Linked DNA regions of Sus scrofa: region 1 is linked to region 2. The links are chromatin contacts, called in public Hi-C maps. All regions are on one chromosome and are shown on one strand. Each heading gives the region's core, a stretch centred on a gene start, on an enhancer-like site or on the middle of the called end of the contact. The rest is flanking DNA. Distances are from core to core; before and after follow the strand shown.

What was found. A called contact is a pair of places that touch in the nucleus more often than the background predicts.
Region 1: a Hi-C map of subcutaneous adipose tissue shows a contact between it and region 2, with 3 times the contacts expected there. The contact joins two enhancer-like sites. A contact is called at or near these places in 2 of 5 promoter capture datasets (fetal liver and liver), 26 of 47 Hi-C or Micro-C datasets (adipose tissue, alveolar macrophages, blood and 16 more) and 2 of 2 datasets of contacts at active chromatin or transcription factors (alveolar macrophages and skeletal muscle).

What each region holds. Positions count from the first base shown.
Region 1 is chr15:135,657,093-135,660,473 of Sscrofa11.1, forward strand. It overlaps AGAP1 (arf-GAP with GTPase, ANK repeat and PH domain-containing protein 1), which reads left to right. Exons shown (of 20, transcript XM_021075538.1): 6 at 1,201-1,342. Among named protein-coding and RNA genes, the nearest start is that of AGAP1, 220 kb to the left of the region's middle. Within about 2 kb of position 1,344, at least 16 of the 83 cell types and tissues checked have an H3K27ac peak or open chromatin away from gene starts, as enhancers often do. A contact at or near this core is called in adipose tissue, omental adipose tissue, retroperitoneal adipose tissue and 1 more, where this site is marked.
Region 2 is chr15:135,535,549-135,538,719 of Sscrofa11.1, forward strand. All of the region lies in intron 1 of AGAP1 (arf-GAP with GTPase, ANK repeat and PH domain-containing protein 1), which reads left to right. Among named protein-coding and RNA genes, the nearest start is that of AGAP1, 95 kb to the left of the region's middle. Within about 2 kb of position 1,828, at least 9 of the 83 cell types and tissues checked have an H3K27ac peak or open chromatin away from gene starts, as enhancers often do. A contact at or near this core is called in adipose tissue, omental adipose tissue, retroperitoneal adipose tissue and 1 more, where this site is marked.

The DNA.
Region 1 (3,381 bases), core at 94-2,593, 120 kb after region 2:
GAATATGCTTTTCTTTCATCTGTGGACGTCAGAGCTTAACCCACCAACCGTTTCCCCCAGTCTTATCAGAGCTGAAGCCTTGGCCGTCAACACGTATGTGGCGCTGCAGCTTCTTTTAGAGAAAGCATGCGGGATTTTTTTATTTTTTCCATTTTCCCTTGGGTCTTTCATCGACGGGAAGGGGCCCAGACTGTTCCTTGGCGCCGCCTGTGTGACTCTGGGAAGCTCCCGAGCTTCCAGGCCCCTCCGTTCCCGTGGCTCCAGCTTCACAGGTGGTTACCGAGATAAGGGGGCCTGAGGGTATGGTTATTTGCCAGAAAGAGGCTCTCGTGGAAGTGCAGCTGGATGCAGGTGAAACAAGAACAAAATGACGAGAGGCAGGCCTTTCAGTCCCCCCCCCCGCCCCCCGAATGGTGCTCCTCTTGTGCAGCGGCTCTGTGAGCGGCTCTGGCAATAAGTAATAATTTCCTGCAAGGCTGCCATAAGAAATGGGTGGCAGCTGGAGTTCCCATTGTGGCTCAGTGGATTTAGAACCTGACATAGCGTCCGTGAGGATGTGGGTTCGATCCCTGGCCTCGCTTGTGGGTTTAAGATGCGGTGTTGCTTGCAAACTGTTGCCTAGGTTGCAGATGCAGCTCAGGTCTGGCGTGGCTGTGGCTGTGGCTGGGATGTAGGCCCCAGGTGCACCTGCAGGTGTGGCCCTAAACAGAACGACAAGACACGGGCGGCAGGCGGTCTTTACCACAAAGGCCTCCTGTGTGGACGGAGGAGTCGCCCTGGAGGTGGAGGGTTTCTGAGCGGTGGGCGCCCAGAGGCCGGGCCGCATCTCAGGGTCTGGCGAGGCCTCCTGGGCCGGGGGCTCTGTGGGGGACTGAGTGGGAGACAGGGAGCCATAGGGTCCCCCCCGTGCCCGTGTCCAGATCGGCTTGGGCGCGAGCGGGGTTTGCTTTCCGAGTCAGGATAGCGGGTGGACATTCCGTGGGGCGGAGTGTCTGGTTCTCCTCTGGGGACGGCGTGGCCTGGGCGGGAAGGGGCCGAGGGCCCCGTTCCAGGCAGCATGTGACAGCGGAAGCTGGGCGTCAGACGTGGCCCGGCCAAAGGCGGCACTGCCAGCCTTACATCCTGTGCTCACCAAGGGGACCCGAGGCTGCCCCTGCCCCTCTGTGTGCCCCCCTCTCACCCGCCTCCTTTTCTCCCCAGTTTGCCATGTGGGTGGACGCTGTCATATTTGTCTTCAGCTTGGAGGACGAGATAAGCTTCCAGACCGTCTACCACTACTACAGCCGGATGGCCAACTACCGCAGCACGAGCGAGATCCCTCTGGTCCTCGTGGGGACCCAGGGTGAGTGGTGGCCGCTCACGGGGCGGGGGTGTCCTCCAGGGGCTCCGCGCTTGAGCAGTAAGTGGACGCATGGCCCGTGCTTTCAGAGGGGAGGGGTTTGGAAACGGCCTAAAGAGGAAATGAGTTCCTGCTGGAGGCTCCCTTTTTACGGGGAGCCTCCCGGCAACTGAAATTGTCACATGGCCTGATTTGATGCTCTCAAGAAATCACTTAGCAACTTCAAAACAGAACACGTGCCCCCACAACCCCTCAGCACGTTAGGAAAAAAGACAGTCTGACTTCTGTATTAGGCTACCCGAATCTCTCTGTTATAACCCCGTTTATAAGCAACCTCAGAGGTTGCCTTTGCCCTGTTCAGATATTATTGATTTCTGATATATTGCAGAATTTCCTTTTCTTCTGCTCTATTTCTCCATGTCTTATGCTCTAGATCTTATTTTGAATCTTGCCGGTCCCTCAGAGAGCATGGACTCTTAACCACGTGGGGATGTTTTGTGGGTTTTTTCTAGGTCATTTAAAACCTGGCCTCTTGGTAAAGTGACCTCACTTACAGGACCCTGGTTCTTGATCCTGGATTCGTTCACTGCTGTACTGGCGTCTGCCGTTGGGAGCTTAACCACGGGATCACACAGAGTGTTTTTAAAAAAGCCCATGAAGGCTAACTTGAAAACGGCTTTGTCAGAGAGATGAGGAACTGAAAAAATAATCACGTCCAGAAGCACTGGATTATCCCTTCATTTGTGGGGGAGGGGGTTGTTCAGCTTCTATTTTTGGTTAATTCCTTTAGAAGTAGCACATCTGCTCTGTCCTTGTCTGCCCCGAGGTATTAGCTGTCTTGAACAGGCAGGAACAGTTAGCTGTGTGGTGGCACCAGGTCTGATGGCGCTGAGAGCTGGCTGGTCCCCTGCCCTGCCAGGAATCTGCACAGATAAAAGGCGTCATGGGGCGGGTGTGGGTTTGGGGAGAAAAAGCAACTATGGAATAAAGACACCTGCTCAGTGCTGGCGGTGGACTGTTAGAGCTGGGTTTTCATGGAGAGCACCTCACTGCCCCACCCCACCCCACCCCCCTTTTTTTTTTTAGCATTTATATCATGGCTGGTGGTCTCAGGACGGAACCCTTCAGAGCAGAGGTGGATTTAGTCGAAAATGGATAGACTTTTTTTTAGGCCCAAAGCGCCCTCTTGTGGTCACAGGGAAACACAAGCTTGCCTGTGCAAAGCCCTCAGTTCCTGCTCTGCTGTGCAGAATTGGCGTGTTTGAGTTGGCCTCCGGAATATTCTTAATAATCAATATTTTATAGGGGGCAGCTGGTCTAACGCAGATCTTCCTTAAAGCTGCCTTGAAACCGAGGCCGTCGGTTTCCTGTAAGTGGCTCTCCCTGTAGGCCTGCCCAGGGCATTTCTGCGCAAGAGCAGAGTCTGTGTGGGCAGCTCCTTATCAGGTCAGGGCGTTTGTGTTCAGGGCTCTTTCTGCTGGAGACGCACCTGGATAAAGAGCAGGTGTGTTTTCAGTGTGGGCTGGAGCAGGTGGATGCCTTGTTGCCTTCCTCACAAAGCCGTGTTTAGGGCAGCAGGCAGTGGCGGGTTTGAGGCCCCTGCTTTGAGGTCCTGCAGAGCCGCTTCTCGGCCTCCAGGCTGTGTCGTCAGGTGCCAGGCCTCGCAGGGAGGAGGTGCCGTAAGGCCGTGGGAGCAGCCGCGGGCACCCGATTGTCAAGTGTGCCCTCGCTGTGCTCCCTCGTAGCCCCCCAGGCGGCTGGTTTTACTGAGGTACGGCCGGGGCTGCCCACGCCTGCCAGCTTGCACGGGGGCCCACCTGTGAGACCTGTTGGTACCTTAGCAAAACCACGCACCAAAGGAACAGGACAAGAAGTTATCATTAGGGACATTCGTCACCTGAGGGGTCATGAACCAACCTCTCATTCCCCGAGCACTTAAAAGCCCCCATGGAGGACTTCCCATCGTGGCTCAGTGGCAATGACTCCAGCTAGTATCCATGAGAACGCCGGTTCGATCCCTGACCTCACTCAGTGGGTTAAGG
Region 2 (3,171 bases), core at 578-3,077:
TAACAGTCTGATGAAGAAATGGGCAAAGGACATTTTCCCAAAGAAAACATGCAGAGGGTGAACAGGTGCGTGAAAAGATGCTCCCCATCCCTGGTCCTCAGGGAAAGCATGACAGTGAGATGCCGCCTCCACTTGTTCAAATGGCTTTTATCAAAATGGCAAGAGGCGGACATTGGAGAGGGCGAGGGGAAGAGCCAACTGTCCTGCACTGTTGGGAATGGAAATTGGTGCGGCCGCTATGGAAACCCGTATAGAGACTCCTCAGACAATTAAAAGTAGAACCACCATGTGATCAATAATCCCACTTCGGAGGCCTGTGTACCAAGGAAATGAAAGCAGTGTGTAGAAGAGGTGGCTGTTTGGAGTTCCTGTCGTGGCGCAGTGGAGATGAATCCAACTAGAAACCGTGAGGTTGCGAGTTTGATCCCTGGCCTCGCTCAGTGGGTTAAGGATCTGGCCTTGCCGTGAGCTGTGGTGTAGGTTGCAAACACGGCACAGATCAGGGTTGCTGTGGCTGTGGTATAGGCTGGTAACTGTAGCTCTGATTGAACCCTTAGTCTGGGAACTTCCATGTGCTGTGGGTGCGCCCTAAAAGACAAAAAGTGAAAAAAAGAGAGAGATGGCTGTTCCCCTATGTTCATTGCAGCATGGTTGACAGTAGCCATGACATGGAAGCAACGTACCTACCCATGGATGGATGAATGGATAAAGAAAATGTGGTATATGCACAATGGAATATTATTCAGCCATGAAAAAGGAAGCCCTGCCTTTCGCAGAAACATGGATGAACCTGGAGGGCATTGTGCTGAGATCAGAAACAAATACAGTATGAACTCACTTGTATGTAGAGTCACAAAAAACTGAACTTGTGGAAACAGAACGGGTTGGCGGTTGCTAGGGCCGATTGGGGCGATGTTGGTTAAAGGGTACAGACCTTGAGCTGTTAGATGAGTGAGTCCTGGGATCGAATGTGTAGTGTGGGGGCTTACCAGTCCTGTATCCTGTGCTCCAAAGGTGTTAAGACAGTAGATCCTAAATGTTCTCACCGGGCAAAAAGGGCAACTGTGTGATGGATGGAGGTGCTGACTCCCCTGCTGTGTCATGGTTTTACAGTATCTGTGTGTATCGGATCACTGTATTATAAATGTTAAACTCACATTATCTGTCAATGATATCTCGATAAAGCCAGGGGAGAAGAAACTGGAGGGCCGCCTGTGGGCATCACTCCCACAGGATCCTTTAGGGACCTCACTTGTTCTGCCCGGCCACCCCTTGGCTGGCAGGCTTGGCTTCTCCTCTGAGATGAGAAGGCACCGCTCCCTAGGATACTCCACAAAAGGAGCACCGGCCTGCGGCTGGCACCTGCTGGAGTCGAGGTCAGGAAGATGGGGCGGGATCTTGTGGGTGGGTGGGGACAATGCCGTACCCGGGACACAGAGGCGGCAGAGGCCACAGTGGGCCAAGAAAGCGAGGAAAATCCATCTGTGTAACTGACTCAGGCCGGTGCCGGTGTCGAGCGGAGGTTTGGAAACGGGTGATTCTTCCGGACGACTTTTAAGAAAACGAATAGGCATAAATTGCAGCCACAGTAAACCTCAGGCTGCCAACCTCAGAGCGCTAGAAATAGCCCCCAGGGAGCGCCCCCACCCCTTTGTAGTCAGTTGGGTGTTATTCAGCAAATAAAGGTTCAAGTCCTGTGCCTCACATCCAGAAAAGCCACGAGAATGGAAATACTCTGTAACTCATTTGGCAGCAAAGCCAGACCTGCCTGATGACTTAACACAAGGCGGTGGTGGCCTCTGCTTACCCCTCTGCCTGTGACGACTGGCGTTTCTCTGCGCCTGGCTCTGGGCTGCCCCAGTAAGGGCGGGGCACGAGGTTACTTCTCTGTGGTCTCAAGTCCCCCCCTTGCCCGTGTGGCCATCCCACCTGCCGGCTGGTGGGCACATCATCTCAACTGGTGGGCACATCATCTTCTCAGCTGTTCAGGCCCCAAACCTGGGTAATGCACAGCACTCCCCTTGGTCTCACCATCCCCCCACATCTGGTCAGGCCAGGACAACCCCGCCCTGGTTCCCTCCTCCTGAAGCCCCTCCCACCGTCGCACCCCTCCTGCGGGGCCGGTCCCCTTGCTTTCACCCTTCCTGCAGGGGGCTGTTCTCAAGAGCTTCCAGGTGAGGTATAAAACTCATCCGTCACGTCGCTGCAGAGCTTTGCATATGCGCAGTGGCCTCTGTGTGCCCAGGACAGACGCCGGAGGCCCCACCAAGTCCCGGGAGCCCATCTGTCTTGCGCCTGCTCTTGAGCACAGAATGGTTTTTATGGTTAAGTTCTTGGGGAAAAAAAAAATCAAAAGACAAATATTTTGCAACATGTGAAGTTCACATTTCAGCATCTGCATTAAGTCACAGCCACGCCAGTGACTTAGGGACCTGCTGTGGTTCGTGTGGCGTCATCAGGGTTGTCTTTGAGACCGAGGCCTTCCGGACACCCTTGAGGGTTTCCTGGCCTGAAAAACCTCAGCTGTTTGCTGTCTGGGGCCTGACGGGAGAGCGGTGCCAGCCCTGCTCCAGCCTCCACTCCAGCCAGGCCGCCTCTTCCTCCCTGTGCCTGCTCTGGGCTTGGGCTCGGCTGTGCCCTCTGCCTGGAGAGCCCTTCCTCCTGCCCCGGTCCCTTCCTTCAAGTCTGGCTCCCCCTCCCTCCCAGCTCGGCACCGTGCTGGATCCCCCTCACCCACCCCACCCTCCGCAGCCCCTCCGGTCCTGGTTTCCAGCACCGTCCCTTTGGACACACTCACTGCGCGTGTTTCTCTGCTGCCGCGCTGCCGCTGGACTCTGAGTCCCGAGGACCCAGGTCTTTGCCTCTTTGGACCCAGACACCAAGATCAGAAAGGCTTTTCAGCCTCTTGGGGAATCTGGTTATAGCCCATAACAGCCTGCCCTGAGATCGGGCGCCCCCATTTTTGATGAAAGCAGAATTGGTTTTCATGAGCTCAGTTTCCTCCTCTAGTGGGGCGGGCTGGTGAGACGGCATTCCTGATGGGGAGGGAGTTCTCAACAGTTTGGAGACCAAGTCCTGCTTCGATGAGACCCTCAGCAGGGCTTGTGGTCTGAATGTCCAGTATCACATCCAGAATGAGCCTTTTTCTGGAAGAGAGAATTGGGCATCGCA